Linked DNA regions of Anser cygnoides: region 1 is linked to region 2. The links are chromatin contacts, called in public Hi-C maps. All regions are on one chromosome and are shown on one strand. The core of a region is the stretch at or near the end of the contact, and the rest is flanking DNA. Distances in the headings are between cores, read along the strand shown.

What was found. A called contact is a pair of places that touch in the nucleus more often than the background predicts.
Region 1: a Hi-C map of liver shows a contact between it and region 2, with 1.4 times the contacts expected there. The contact joins the enhancer-like site here to the promoter of SLC1A4 in region 2. A contact is called at or near these places in 3 of 7 Hi-C or Micro-C datasets (all in liver).

Annotation. Positions count from the first base shown.
Region 1 is chr3:860,382-867,536 of Taihu_goose_T2T_genome, forward strand. LOC136790314 (a long non-coding RNA gene) reads right to left here and starts at 5,855. Exons shown (of 5, transcript XR_010829970.1): 1 at 5,211-5,855. Within about 2 kb of position 1,585, at least 1 of the 3 cell types and tissues checked has open chromatin away from gene starts, as enhancers often do. A contact at or near this core is called in liver, where this site is marked.
Region 2 is chr3:776,567-783,821 of Taihu_goose_T2T_genome, forward strand. It overlaps SLC1A4 (solute carrier family 1 member 4), which reads left to right and starts at 2,475. Exons shown (of 8, transcript XM_048060750.2): 1 at 2,475-3,094. The coding sequence starts at 2,565. It overlaps LOC125182426 (a long non-coding RNA gene), which reads right to left and starts at 2,935. Exons shown (of 4, transcript XR_010829968.1): 1 at 2,796-2,935; 2 at 1,329-1,464.

The DNA.
Region 1 (7,155 bases), core at 335-2,834, 83 kb after region 2:
CATAATATTATCGTATTCTGGCAGAACAAAGTACATCTGCTGAGAAACTAGCTCACAGTGTGTGATGTCTAGTATCTCTGCCAATATTAGCTTTATGGACCAAGTAATAATATTATGTTAATAACTGCTGATTGCTATTTGTGTACCAGACTGTTCCAATACCATGGTGATGAGCATGCTGTTAGTGTCTGGAACAGATGGACAGACCACGAGAGATATTTGCCTTGATTTTAAGACAAATAGGATTACCTGTTTCATTAACAAGGCTACAAGAAAACGTGGACAAAAACACATGATCCTATCACCATCTCTAATAGCTGACAGGAAGAAAAAGACCATGAATGTGTAAAGACACACGTTGTATGCACCAATTTGCCCTAACTTTCAGAGAAAGCAAATCTTTGAAGCACATATAAAGCCAATGCAGCTGTTTTATGCTGTTAAGAGTGAGAACAAAATCCACCATCTCCTTTCACTCTCTGCCCAGCAGCACAGCTCCGTTACGCTTCTCTCTCTGCAAAGGTGATGCTTCAGGCTGGACATGAGGCAATGTGTGCTGTGATTCCCTACCCACGGATATTAAGGACATCTTATAAAGAAGTTGCAACAGCTTCCATCCTCTCTGGGGAAGAGAATTAGAAGAACAACAAACACCCCTTTATCTCATCTTTTTGATATGGCAAAGAAATAAGGAGAAAAGCACAGTTTGATCCTGCTATGTTGTTTCTTAAGCCCTACCACATGGAGGTCTAGATAGCAACTTTATTCTGCACTCTCCTCTTCTGTCACAGAAAAGAGAAAGAAAGGCCATGAGACTAAATAAAAGGCAAATATTTTTGCTGTAGGTTGTGCAGCTCTGTTTAGAATTAAGGCCGTGATACTGGGAAAAAAATATCTCAGGGCAATATGATATTATACAATACAAGATATGATGCCATATACTATTGACAAACTGTCTCTGAGTGACTGAAAAAGCCGTTATGTGGGGAAGAGAGCTCTGACACAGAGCACATGGGGCCATAACAATAACAACTCCTTTCCTATCTCAGTGAAAAGCCAAAAGAAGAAACTGGAATCTACTGCTTTCATATAAGAGCTGCCAATTTCCCACTGGTATCAGAAGCCAGTCATGTTTGGAAAGGAAATGACCTCTTGCTGCATTGCAAAACTAGCAGGTGCAGATGGCATGTGAACAACTTTCCCAATCGCTGATCTGCCAAGGTCACAAAACAGAAAGTACAAATGGTTTTAAGGACAATCATTTGGTTCCTGCCAGGTCATTTACAGATTCTGAAAGCACCTTATTCCATTTGGCATGCAAAAAGATTTGAAATAAGGCCACCGACATAGATGAGGTGTCGGATCACTGCAATGATATATTTCCCCCTCCCAAGACATACAAACAAATTCCTATAAATTACATATGTCACCAAACACTAGCATGCGCTGAAGCACCACAATCATTCAAATGAACAGTGGCGATGCCTAGTCTTTAAATTTAATCATCTGTTGACACAGCCAGAAATTTTGTTCAGAAGTGCCTGCTTGTCCTGCAGCACTGTCTGGCCTGCAGACAACTTCCCAGTGTCAGACTGCAGCAAAGCGCTGTGAGAGGAGTTGCTCGGTGCTACTGCCAACGCTACAGAAGCAAGCACTTGCTGTCTCACCATGTGGCAGTGTAAAGTGTGTCTGAGGATGAAACGAGCAACACTCACGCAAAGTGCTGAAGGTCTTACCAGGGAATGAGATTTAGGAGGCAGCTTCTGCTGAACATGCCAAGCAAGGTCAGCATTGGTGAGGGCTATGGGTGTTTACTGTAGTGCATAGACAGGGAGGATCAAATCCTCAGAACTAAAATGAGAAAACTTTCTGCCATGCTTTCACTTTCCATTGCCTTTTCACTGGCAAGTAACACCCATCTACATCTGTCCAAGGCATCGTATCATACTGCTACAAACACAGTCTTTGAGTAGGTTCCCATTCACATCTGAAATACACAGCTTGAGAAAATAACAGGAAATAGCAGAGCAAAGGCAGTTTCCAAGAACCATAGAGACAAATCTGCACTTCGTTCTTAGTGGGTAGATTAAAAAAAAAAAATCTTCTCTTCCTCTCCGTGAAGTAGGGTGAAATATAGAAGAATTCATTCTATTTTTGCAGAGCTTTGCATTTGCAAATACTGATCGTATTTTAATTTGTTTCCAGTACCAGAAAACAGGTCAGATGGGCTAGTTAGAGTAGAATTCATTTAAAAGCCAAGCGACGATAGCTGCACGTACAAGACAAGTATCCCTTCCTCCTTCTAAGGGACAAGTTCCTCTATCCCGATATGGGTGTCTAAGATAAATGGAACAAATCATTTTCTCGAATGCCTGTTGCTCCTTATTGACTATTGACCATTTGCTGAGACAAAATGCCAGAAATTTAGGGTGTGATTCATTTTATTTTGTCAATTACTTCTGAGCTCTCTTCAAAAGGAAAAGAAAAGCTGTGTACAACACCATCATGGGACTCCATCTTTATTGTCTCAGTAATTCAGTCTTCTCATTTTCACCAGAGAAAAGCAGACGTGTCTTGCATTGGCACTAAATTTTTAACCTGGGTTCTAGAAAGTAAGCTGCATGCTTTTTGATAGCTTTTTCAATATCCCCGTATTTTGCAGAGGTACTGCTAAATGACTGCCACAGACTGGTCTGGAATGATGAGGTCATATTTCAGGGCATGAGACCAGGGAGTAAAATTCCCAACATGCAAGGCTTTGACAGCTTCAAGGAGAAAAAAGTATGGGGAGAAGGAAAGAAAAATAAATGGAATGAAAAATTGTCCTGCTCATGAGCTATAGCTTTCAGATTTTCTTAGATATGCACCAGTGAAATCAGTGAAATACTCTTGAACAACACCTACTTTTTAAGCTGACAATATTCTTTAGTATTTTTGAAAGATGCATCATTTTTTTCCTACTAGCCTTATTCCTACACCAATTTGAATGTATTTTGAATATAGGGTAATTACTTAAATCTTTTGTGTGTTCTTTCTCCTTCACACAGTATATAAAGTGTTACTACAAACAGAAAGAGGGCATTTAACCCTCGTAATATCTCATGGAGGCCTCAAACTATATTTTCTTTTCTTCCCAAACTTGTTTTTACATATAAGGAGCTCTGGTCCTTACTGAAAGAATACTACAGTTAGAAAGTAGTGGAATTAAAACATCGTAACATGACAGTTGAGCTTTTGAATAATGAATAATGCTTTTTATCTTTTGCATTAAAAAATATGAACCCTCATTAATGAATTAATACTTGGGAATAAGGATTATTACTATTTTTTTTTTTTTTTTAAGATTCAGTAATTCTACCTTTTTCAGCTCTTGGTGTAGCAGCTAGCCATAGGTATCAGCTGAATATTTTTGTTCTGGAGCAGCAGAAGTAGAGGCCAAGACTTCCTCCTCTCACTTAAGAAATAACCTGCCAGGCCTTTTTCATACACTGTAAAGGAATGAAAGAGAACAGTTTTCTTTCTTCTAAGCAACTCTCGGGTCAAATTTAGGGATTTGCTATTGACAATTTTAACTAAAAGGAGTTCTTTGGAAGACAACTCTTTTTTTTTTACCGTACATACCCAAAAAACTCACAGATGGTATCCAAGGTTCAGTTCTATTCTGCTGACAAACCTTACATTCAGTGCAGGAAAATGGTCTAATGAGCCTAAAAAAAAAAACAACACTGCTACCTTTTTTATACCAGGAGTTAATTCAGATGTTGGCTAAGCTTATGCAAGCACAGATCTGACCAGTCAAGGTACTGCTTGTTTACAACCACCCCTGCACTACTCGGACAGGAGTCAGCTGAGCACACCAGTCATGCCATCTGTGTCAGTGTTGTAAAGGAGTCATTTGGGGGGTTTTGCAATGCCCTCAGTTCCTTAAAGAGGGGAATCCCAATCTATCTGCTTCAGCATTGTTCAATATTATGAACTGCAACTGTTGATAGAAGGGCTCGTGCCTTGCAAGCCGACTGCTTATTAGGATTGAAAAAGGAATGATTGGAAGGCAGGAACTGACTATGGGAATCTACCATTTCACAGAGTAATGTAAGAAATTACATAAAAGCAGTTAATAGACATTAACTTTCTCAGATTTAAAACAAATTTATCCTTGGATAAGAACTGTGTCGTTAGACCACTCTAGCAAACGTACTAAGGTCTAGTCTATGTATTGCTGTTGTAGAGGCATTACCACTTTCTGGAAGCATAATCTCACAGTTTGTTTAACTGAAATGGCTATTCTATTACAAGCCCTAGTAGCTGGGAGGATCGTACAGACTATTTCATAGAGGCAAAGAAGTCTTGTTATTGCCAATATCTACAGAGAGTCTCCTCTTCTAGTTACATCAACAGATGTTTTGTATTTGGTGGGAAAACTTGTACTTGGATAAGCATCTAGATAGAGCAGTTTGCTTTGTGCAAAGCATGTGTATCTTTTACCTACAATGATGTAATCTACACAAAGTCTACATTTTATTTTACTAATTCTGATACGAGGTATTTATTACTGTATACAGTAAATTTTTAACTGTTTTTGAAAATATGAACTAGATTATCCAAACCCATGGCAGGAGCTAAATGAAATTTTCAGAGACAGAGCTGTTTTGTACAACTCTTCTGACAGTTTCTCCTTTCTTGTTCCATTGAAGCATTTCTTTTTTTTTCCTAAGACAAAAGAATAGCCTACCTCTGCCACATATTTCAGCTACGGGGTCTGAAATAGTCAAAGGAGGGTTATTTTTCAAGTTAACAAAAACATCAGCAAAACAATGGAGTTTTGACCTACTGGAATGAAGAATTGATAAAGATGCTGATAAGAACTACAGAAAATTGCTCTAGTTCACAAAATGTGCCTATTAAAATTGATCTAGATGCATGTTTAGGTAGATTGTTTTATGCACCTGTTACTGGATTTTGTTTTCCCACACATACCTGCAACTCTCTCATAGAAAAGAAAATATGTATTGGAATGACTAACAGGTTAAGGAAAATAAATCATATCAGTAATGCCAGCCTAACAAAAAATTAATCTATACATAGATTTTGAGCAAATCTGGAATTTGAACTATGAATATTTTCACCTAGTAATAATCAAGTTTAAAAAACAAAACAAAACAACAACAACAACAACAACAAAAGAAAGAAAAAAACTCCAACAAACCCACCACAAGAGTACAACGCTATAAACTTGTATGCCAGCTCCCTGTGAAACAACTTCAAGGGCCACAAAGTGAAAACAGGCTTCAGTGCTGCTTCCATGTCTATGCTCTCTGTGCCAACAAGAACCCCTCAATGTGCGATGACCTTGCCAGTGCTGGAAGCCACCATATCTAGGGAAGTGCCTTCTGTAACTGTTCCGATTTCCTAAGGAAAAAAGGCTTATATCATCATTTTGTGCGAGCACCAATTCTGCTGTCTTCACTTCCTCTTCAAATAGCTTTTGAATCCAGTGCCTGCTTTTCAAATAAATTTGAAAGCGTAACACAGACTTCAAGATACAAATTTGTTGCAAGTTTAGCAGAAATAAGCAGCCAACTAGGAAGAAGAGATACAAACATCACCTCCAGCCATGGGAAAGAACGCAGTAAAAGCCCCATTCTTAGCAGACACAAGACAATCCATCTAGGACAGACACAAAGAGCATCCAGGCCAGGGGGAAACCATGGATCAGATCTTGCCTCTGACTAGATGTAGCAGAATCCAGTATGGGACACAAACCTATCGGAAATCAGGCTTCATTGATTCCATTGCTCGTGGAAGTACTTGCTCATTTCTCTTAAACTTTCCTACCACACAGAGAGTTAGGGTTCCCTAAATATCTGCTCGTGCCATTCACAGTCCAAGATTATCCCTTATATTCCAGCTATCCCTTCCTCTTTAAATCTCCAGTGTATATTTAGTGAGGACTTCTTTCCATACTCAGAGTAGATCTCCTTGGTGCCCCAAACCATTGTGTAGTTCTTTAAATACACCACTTCCATTCACCTATGATTTTTCTCAGTGTAGAAACCATTTGCTTAAGTGGCCTTATTTAAAATGTGATCCTGCTCACTGACATTGGTTTATATATGTATACAAGTCAGTCTTTTTCTCTGTGTTCATTAAGTTTGGATATTCAAGCTCCCAAACTGTATTAATTTCTCTTTTGTGCAGGCAGAAGTCATGCCCGTGATGCCATGTGCCTGTGCGTTATCAACAGGGCTTCAGGCCACGTACAGGTGATTTCTTCTACATCTTGCAATGCCAGTGGATAGGTTTAACAACCACAGAAGTTCCCCGCCACTCTTCAAATGTGCTAACAGAAGAGTTTATGGGGGTACTGCTAATTCAGGTGACGCAAAGCTACCTGCCGTATCTCAGACTAGGATTTTAAACTGCTTAATACAATCTACCTAACTGTGCTTAATATGAATTAGAGAGGACTCACAGAACCTGCTGTGTGACTGGTCAGTCTGTAACAGCTAGAAGGACCCATGTAGCTGTGGATGGAAAATCTCCTTCCTCTGCGCATCTGGATCTGGAGCAAACTTCTGCCTGTGTTCTAGACTAGCCAAGGCTGCAGTTGCTTTTGTCTTGTGAAAACCAAGAAACAGAAATGAAGTCCTTAGCAGTCTAAAAAAAAATTTAAAAGGAAACTATATTTCTCTTGCACCACAGACATTATAAGGTTCAAGTTTATTGCACTTTTTCATAGAGCAAAATTTTGGCATACTCTCCAGTCCCCAAAACATGACTGTGAAGGAGTAAAAATTAAAAAGTTTAGTTTAAAGACATACCCAGAACAGCTGTTCGACTCAGCCCTCCAGCTAAGACTGCTGTAAGACCAGTACTGCTCAACTGTGTGAAGCAAATTTTGCACTTTCTTTCATGATTTCAGTGGCCTCATTTAAAAAATAAACACATGCACACACAACGATGGGTACTCATCTTGACCCCAAATAAATCATTTTGCTATCTGAAACTGAGCGTTTATATTCGAAATGAACAAATACCATTTTCTGTTACAGACACTCCAAAATTCTGTGCGTTTCATACCTCCTAAGCATCGAGTACGTTGCATTGCACCTCCAGAAGGACACAGGAATGTTTAGCGACCGAGTTATCTAAAAC
Region 2 (7,255 bases), core at 1,225-3,724:
TGATGGTCATTCATATGGTTCACCAGAAGAAATATTAAGAGTAGTATAACTGTTTGGAATGGTGTTTGGATCAAAAAATGAAGAGAAGAAAATGGAGAGGATGCTGGAAATCTGAAACCTCATAAGGTCATGACGAGGAAGCTTGACACAGGCATCCCTAGGTTGGGGTGTTCTTCCCAAAGGGAAGACTGACCAGCCTTAGCACAGGTTGAAAAACATGCAGTGGGATCTAGGATTTTGGGGTGAGGGTGTGCTTCTGTGGGTCACCCGGCTGTTCTCCTGACACTGCTCTGAGCAAAGCCAACCGCGCATGACCATGGAGAGATTGATTGATAATGTGGAAAAGGCCTGATTTTAATTCTTGCACTTGCCTCATACACTGTGCTGCTATCAATGAGTTTTCCGATTTCATACGTTCTTCTTGCTCACGCATCCCTGAATTTCTCCGCTAGGTTTTCAGTTTGCATATGGGAACACACCATTTGCGTATTATTAAAGTAATCCATGAAAATTACTAATTAATTAATGCATGATATTAATGAGTATTATTAAAGCCGATAGGACTTTTGCCACAGCCAAGGGCAGAAGAGGAGTAACATTTTGTTTTTTTTCCATTGGGCTTTACAGTGCAGCAGGGAGTAGGCACACGAGGACAATTTTCAGTGGTCTTGTGGGTACAGTAAGTCACAGTGGGCTTAGAATGCAATGAGGGAAATCATCAAGAAACACTTTGTAACAGTAACGGTGGGGTTTCTGTAAGGGATGGATTAGAGAGTCTGTGGCATCTGCATCACTAGAAGTCTAAAACCAGGTGAGACCAGCATTTGTTATGATGGGTGTAAGGAGAATGAATTTTCTGCTAGGGTAGGAAGTGGACTGGATATGTCTCTAATAAACTTAATATTCTATTTCTATAATAAAAAATAGTGCAACCTTTGCAAAAAGACAGGTTAAACCTCTCTGTTCAGGGCCTCAAGTACATATTTGAGGTCTGCATGGGAATAGGTCAAAATCACATTTCCAGTTTGCAATGCCCTGTAAATAGGTTGTATCTTTAAATAAATTTAAACTAAAATTTTAATTTAAATTACTTAAATTAAATTTAAGTAAATAGCATATAGCTTAAAAAAAAAAGAAAAAAAGTTTTAAAGCACCCAGGTATCTTTTCACTTCTTTTTGAAACAGGTGGAATTGAATGTCTTTGAACGTGTCTGCAGATGCTTACTTTCCTGTTTTGTCCTATTAATTCTCCCTCATAGTTCCACAAATCAAGTGTTCCTTAAAAGTTATCAGGAAAAAAAGAAAATCAAGAAAAATATCCCTGGTACCTTGAGTCACATGTGTGAACAAGCTGCAAGTCAAGACTGCATTGAGCTCTGAGGCAGGTGGTGGTGGACACAGTTGTGGTGACAATTCCCAGGAGCTCCAGCCACAAGGTAAGGATCTTTAGGTCTATCCATGAGGCTGGAAAGTAGAAAAGACTCTCATTAAATCAGGATTATGGCCCCATCACACCCTGTCAGCCTGCTTAATTAGTCTGGGCTACTCAAAAAGCAAATGTGCTGCTGGCTATTTTTACAGCGCGTTTTCTGCTAGGCTGTGTTTTGCTGATGTCAAGGAAATTAACTGAAACAAAGCCTCTTTCCAAATCTGGGGGCAAGTGTGGTGCTGTGGAGGCACTACGGGTAGACATGGAGGGGCCAGTGTGAGCCCTGGGACACTGAGGGGATGGTATGAGCCGTGGGGACAGTGAGGGGGACACCAAGGAGGACACTGAGGGGACATGTGAGAGCTGTGGGGACAATAAAGGGAGATGTGTGTTCTGTGGTGTCACTGGGGGACACTAAAGGGGAGACTAAAGGGGACATGTGAGATCTGTGGGGACAATGAAGGGAGTGTGTGCACTGTGGGGACACTGAGAGACACTCTAAGGGAGACCCTAAGGGGTCATACGTGAGCTGTGGGGCCACCAAGGGGATCACAGAGGGGAAATGAGAGAGCAGTGGGGACAGAGGGTGACACTGAAGGGACCTGTGATTACTATGGGGACATTAACGGGTCTTGTGAGAGCCGTGGAGACACTGAGGGGACATGTGCGAGCTGTGGGCCCCCCAAGGGGGACACAGAAGTGACATGAAAGCTGTGGCGACGCTGAGGGAACACGTGTGCGCTGTGTGGACACTGAGGGGCCCTCTGAGGAGGACACTAAAGGGACCTGTGATTACCGTGGGGACACTGAACGGTCATCTGAGAGCTGTGGGGACACCGAGGGGGACACCGAGGGCCATGTGAGAGCCGTTGGGGCACTGAGGGCCCACGTGCGCGCCGCGGGGACACCGCTCGGGGGGCGCTGAGGGGCCGGGCAGCGGCGGGCAAACGGCGGCGGCGCGGGCTGGGGTCGCTCCGACCCCCTCCCTCCCGCGCCGTCCCGTTCCGGGCCGCGCCGGGGCAGCACCGCCCCTCGGCCGCCGGGTCCCTCCCTCCTCCGGGGCGGGCGGGCAGCGGGAGGCGGGCGGCTAGCGGGACGGAGGCAGCGAGCGAGCACGGAGCGCGCCGCCAGCAGCATGGAGCCGGCGGGCAGCATGGAGAAGGGGGACGGCGGGGAGAAGGCGGGCAACGGCCACGCGGAGGGCGCCGAGGAAGGCGGCGGCGGCGGAGGAGGGCGGCTGCGGGGCTGCCGGGGCTTCCTGCGGCGCAACGCGCTGGTGCTGCTGACCGTGTCGGGGGTGGTGGCCGGCGTGGCGCTGGGCGCCGCGGTGCGGGGAGCGGCGCTGAGCCCGGCGCAGGTGGCTTACCTGGCCTTCCCCGGGGAGCTGCTGCTGCGCATGCTGCGCATGGTCATCCTGCCGCTGGTGGTCTGCAGCCTGGTGTCGGGCGCCGCCAGCCTCGACACCCGCTCCCTCGGCCGCCTGGGAGGCATCGCCGTCGCCTACTTCTTAGGCACCACGCTGCTGGCCTCCGGCCTCGCCGTCGCCCTCGGCTTCATCATCCGCCCCGGCGCCGGGGCATCCGCCCTCAACACGCCCGGCTTGGGGCTGCCGGGTGCTGCGCCCCCCAGCAAGAAGACGGTGGACTCCTTCCTCGACCTCGTCAGGTAGGGCCTTCCCTCTCTCCCTCCCTCCCTCCCTCCCTCCCGACCCGGAGGATGATGACAGACCCGGCGATGTTGCACGCTGCCGCTCGGGCACCCCCCTCCTTCCTCCTTCCTCCTCCCTCCTGCGGGCTGGCTGCCTCGCTCCCTCAGCCTGCCTTCCCTCAGCCTGCCTTCCCTCAGCCTGCCTTCCCTCAGCCTGCCTTCCCTCAGCCTTCTTCCATCCCTCAGCCTGCCTTCCCTCAGCCTTCCTCCCACCCTTTCTCCTAATTTTTTTGGCCTGGGGGTTGTGAGGGTGGCGAGTGTTTGACCAGGGCTGGGTGCCCGGCACCTTCTCCTGCCCCGCTGCCTGTTGTCGGCCGTCTCTGGAGCCAGGCAGCTCTTCTCATCTGTCACACACACCTTTTTCTTTTGTGTTTTTGTATTTCCCCCCCCTCCAACCTTTGTTCGGTCTCTTCACACAAATCCCAACCTGCCTTTGCCTCTCGTTGCACCTTCACCTCCCTTAGGTACAGGTGTGGAAACACAACCCTGTATTTTCATCAAGGAGGTACCCGGAACATCACGCGGCGTGTTAGCACCCTCCACAGAGGGCAAAAGCTGAAGACATAACCTTTTTTCTTTTTTCTCAGAGCCCATGTCTTGTCGAGATCTGCCCAGCTCTTTAAATAAAAGAGAAATAATTACACAAATGAGGCAGACATCCAGGCAACTTCTCGAGTCCCAGACTTCCAGCAGCGTTCACGCTCTGCTGACTTGTGGTGCAGAACCCGAGACGCGAAGGGCTGATGCGTCTTGTTATCCTGGGTCAGATTCTGCCACTTTTTCATACCTGAGGGCAGTCACAGGGAAGTACCGCAGGCGTCTGCGGGAAGTGGTGGAATAAGGTAAAACCGGGGAGGTGCCGCTGGGGCTCCCCTGGCAGATGCAGCTGAGGGAGTGATGGGAAGTGGTGGAGGACTGAGTGTGTGGAAGTTCGCGGAAAAGAGGGAAGATGGAGGGCTGTGGAGGTGGCAGGCCTTCTTACCGAGATGTAGACAGAAGCGTAAGGGAGGTGACCTGCAACGTACCAGCCGAGTGGCCGAAGAGCTGTGCTTAGCAGGTATCTCGGTCATCGCAAAGCAGAGGGGAGGACTCTTAATTTGTATCTTGGCTTTTTGAGTTCAGTTTTTCAACTGAGAGACTTTTTGATGCATCTGGGTAAACAGACATGACAGCAAAGATAAGAAGAGTTTCTAAAGAGAAAATCTATATTTAGAAATCCGTGTTTTTGTCCTTTTCTCCCCCATCTCCAGATGGACCAGTCCAGTGGCCCATTGGCCATCATATATTTCATATCCGTAACCTCTTATGGCCAACCCTGACGATTCTTGACAGACCGTGTTGAGAAGTAATAACAGGACAGTGGGAGCAGGTGGCCTGGCTGTGAAGGTGGCAAGGAGCTGATAAAAGCAGCGTGAAGGAAAATCACAAAAGGAGGAGTCAGCACGATAGTAGGTGCTGGGAAGCAGATGACTGTTGCTGTCCCGGGGTGCATCCTAGCGTGGCTGCTGCAGCTGGTGTTTTTTTTTGCTGTGTCGCCATGCTGCGTGGAGTAGGATGTAGCCGAGAAATGGGACAGGGATGCTCCAGTGAGCTTGAGACTGTGGATGTTGTCTGTGAACTTGGGAGCAGAAAGCTGCTTCTTGCTCTGGGCTGTAAATGCAGATGGGGAGTTCATCTTCCAAGTTATAACGCTGATGGGGTTGAGACCTTCACTCCAAAGTTTTGCTCGTTATGGCGAGACTTGGGGGAAGCATGCTGATTGCAGACTGATTTCCTCTGGGAAGTGAGGTGCCAGGGGCTTTCCCCCAGCACGTGTGTGGTGCCCTTTGAATTCAACTTTTTCTCGGAGCTCCAGGCAAGGGTTATGGTGGCCACGCCGGGCAGTCCAGTTGCCAGAGCCATGACAGCGAAATTCAGTCAGAAAGAGAGGATTTTGGACACAGAGCCATCACTGTGCTGTCCTCTAAAACTCCTGATCTTAACGTAGATCCCTGACAGGCCTGGGGATGGAGTGAGTTGTGTGACTCTCTGGAAATAATACCTACCTCTCCCTTTTAAATTTTTTTTTTAAACTGTTCTTGAAAACCTGGGAATTTTGGTTTGAGAATTGGTCTCGGTCCCTGCTGTGGTGGAAGGCTCCAGGAGACCAGCCTTGTCTTCAGTTAAGGAGGCCTCAGCTCTGGAGGGCCGAAACCATTGCCTTCAGCATGGGTGGGTCTTGCAGCTCTGAGCTTTTTTGGTTTTTGGTTCATGAAACTTCCCATTAGACAAAAGAGAACTCAGTTTTTCAGTTGTCACGAGAGTCCCTGTGTCCCTCAAGGCTTTACTGCTCAGTCATTTTCAGATAAAAGGTGAAAATGAGGAGCAACCGGGCTGAGTCCCCCAGCAGTACTGAAAACATGCAACACGTGGCCTAAGGAAGACACGGCTGTGAGTCAAGTATTTACCATGGCTTCTGCAGGGATGACACAGGGTGTCCTTTACCAGGATGCAGATCCTTTCTGTGCTTGGGAAGTTTATTAATTAATGACCAAAGATGCTGCTTTCCGTCGTCGCAGCGATGTCTGGAGGTCATCTTAATACTTGGTCATGGTTTTCTGTTTCCCAGTCTAAAGCTTCCACATAAATACACATCTATGCATGCAGACGTGGCCTCTGGAAAAGAGATTTATCTTGGGCTTCAGAAATAAATGAATGGTGACTCACTGGTGAACCAGAGGCTGCTGGTCTCAGCTATAGATGGGCCTTGTGAACATCTCCAGAGCATCTGACGCGGGGAGCAGCTCCGTTGTGCCAAATATCAGAGCAGCAGAAGATGAGGAGAGAGCCTGACCAGGGAGAGACAGGTGGGGTGGTGAGGAGGAGGTGGCAGCAGCTGCCAACTAACACATCCCGCTCGTAGCTCGGTGGAAGGTGGTTGAATCAGCAACATCAAATGTTTTGCAAGAATCTATCGATCTGTCAACGCTTCTGATGGGCAATTGTCAAGACTGCATGTTTCAATAAGGTCAGAGTTTTGTTTTGGCTCTGATGTGTATTTGTTGATTCAACAACATTGAACAGTTTCGCGGGAACTTATTGATTCGGTCAAAATTTCCAACGGCAGATGGTCCTGACATTTCATTTCAGTGAGGTCAATGTTTTGCTGGAATTATAAACAAACGACTTGAGTAGAAAATCTCACTCATCAAAAAGGAACATTTCAAAAAAGTATTTTACAGTACTTTTAGTGGAAAAAAGGTCTCAGATGGTGGTTTTCTTTGTCCTATTTTGGGATGAAAACATATTTTGAAACCATGGCGTTGGCTTTGGGACGGGAATTCTGTTTTTGTTTTTAATCCAGCCCTAGCTGTAGTAGTCGTGAGTGGGAAGGAGGTATCATCATTAGCTTTTTATAGGAAGGGTACGCAGAGGTCCAGGTGTTTGCCTCAAGCAGTAAGGTCAGGGTTTCTCGGGCCGACAGACAAGCCTACTGCAGTTTAAATTTTATTGCTCCTTTCTGTCTCACTGCCAGAGGTTACCAGCTGGGCTGCCAAAGGGAGTACCCACGGCGCTGTGAGCAAGCCCGTGAATTACCTCCAAGCGCTGTCGAAGCGGAAGAAAGGCAGGCGTGAGTTCGAGCACAGGGAAAAGCAGCGGCCGCGTTTTGCCAGGTGGCCTGCGGAGCAGAGGGCCAGGATGGACCTTGGGGAAGGTGGGCTCCAGAGCACTTGTTCAGACACCAGTCACCCCAGAAACGCTTGCTCCTTAAAGCCCTAGTCTTCCACTCTGAAATCCTGGTGTGGAAACGGAGAGCAAAACTTTACAGTTAGGAAAGGAGGGGAAGATGCCACCTTCGTGGTGATAACTAGATTTAAGAGGTGGCTGGGAGCAGCTGCAGTTATGCGGATGTTCCTGAGATATGCTAACCACGAGGTTTTGTAGCTGGACGACTAGCTGTTAACTCTGGGGTACCCTCAGAAAAAGGAGAAATAGTAAGTGTTACTGTCCGCCTTTGCTTGTGTCATTTTCTCAGCCTGGATCCTCCCTTGAAGCGGAGGGGTTGCTGACTGAGTTTGGTAGTAAGCACTTGACATTTTTGTTCACCTGCCTGCACTGTATATGTCTTTAAAATTATCT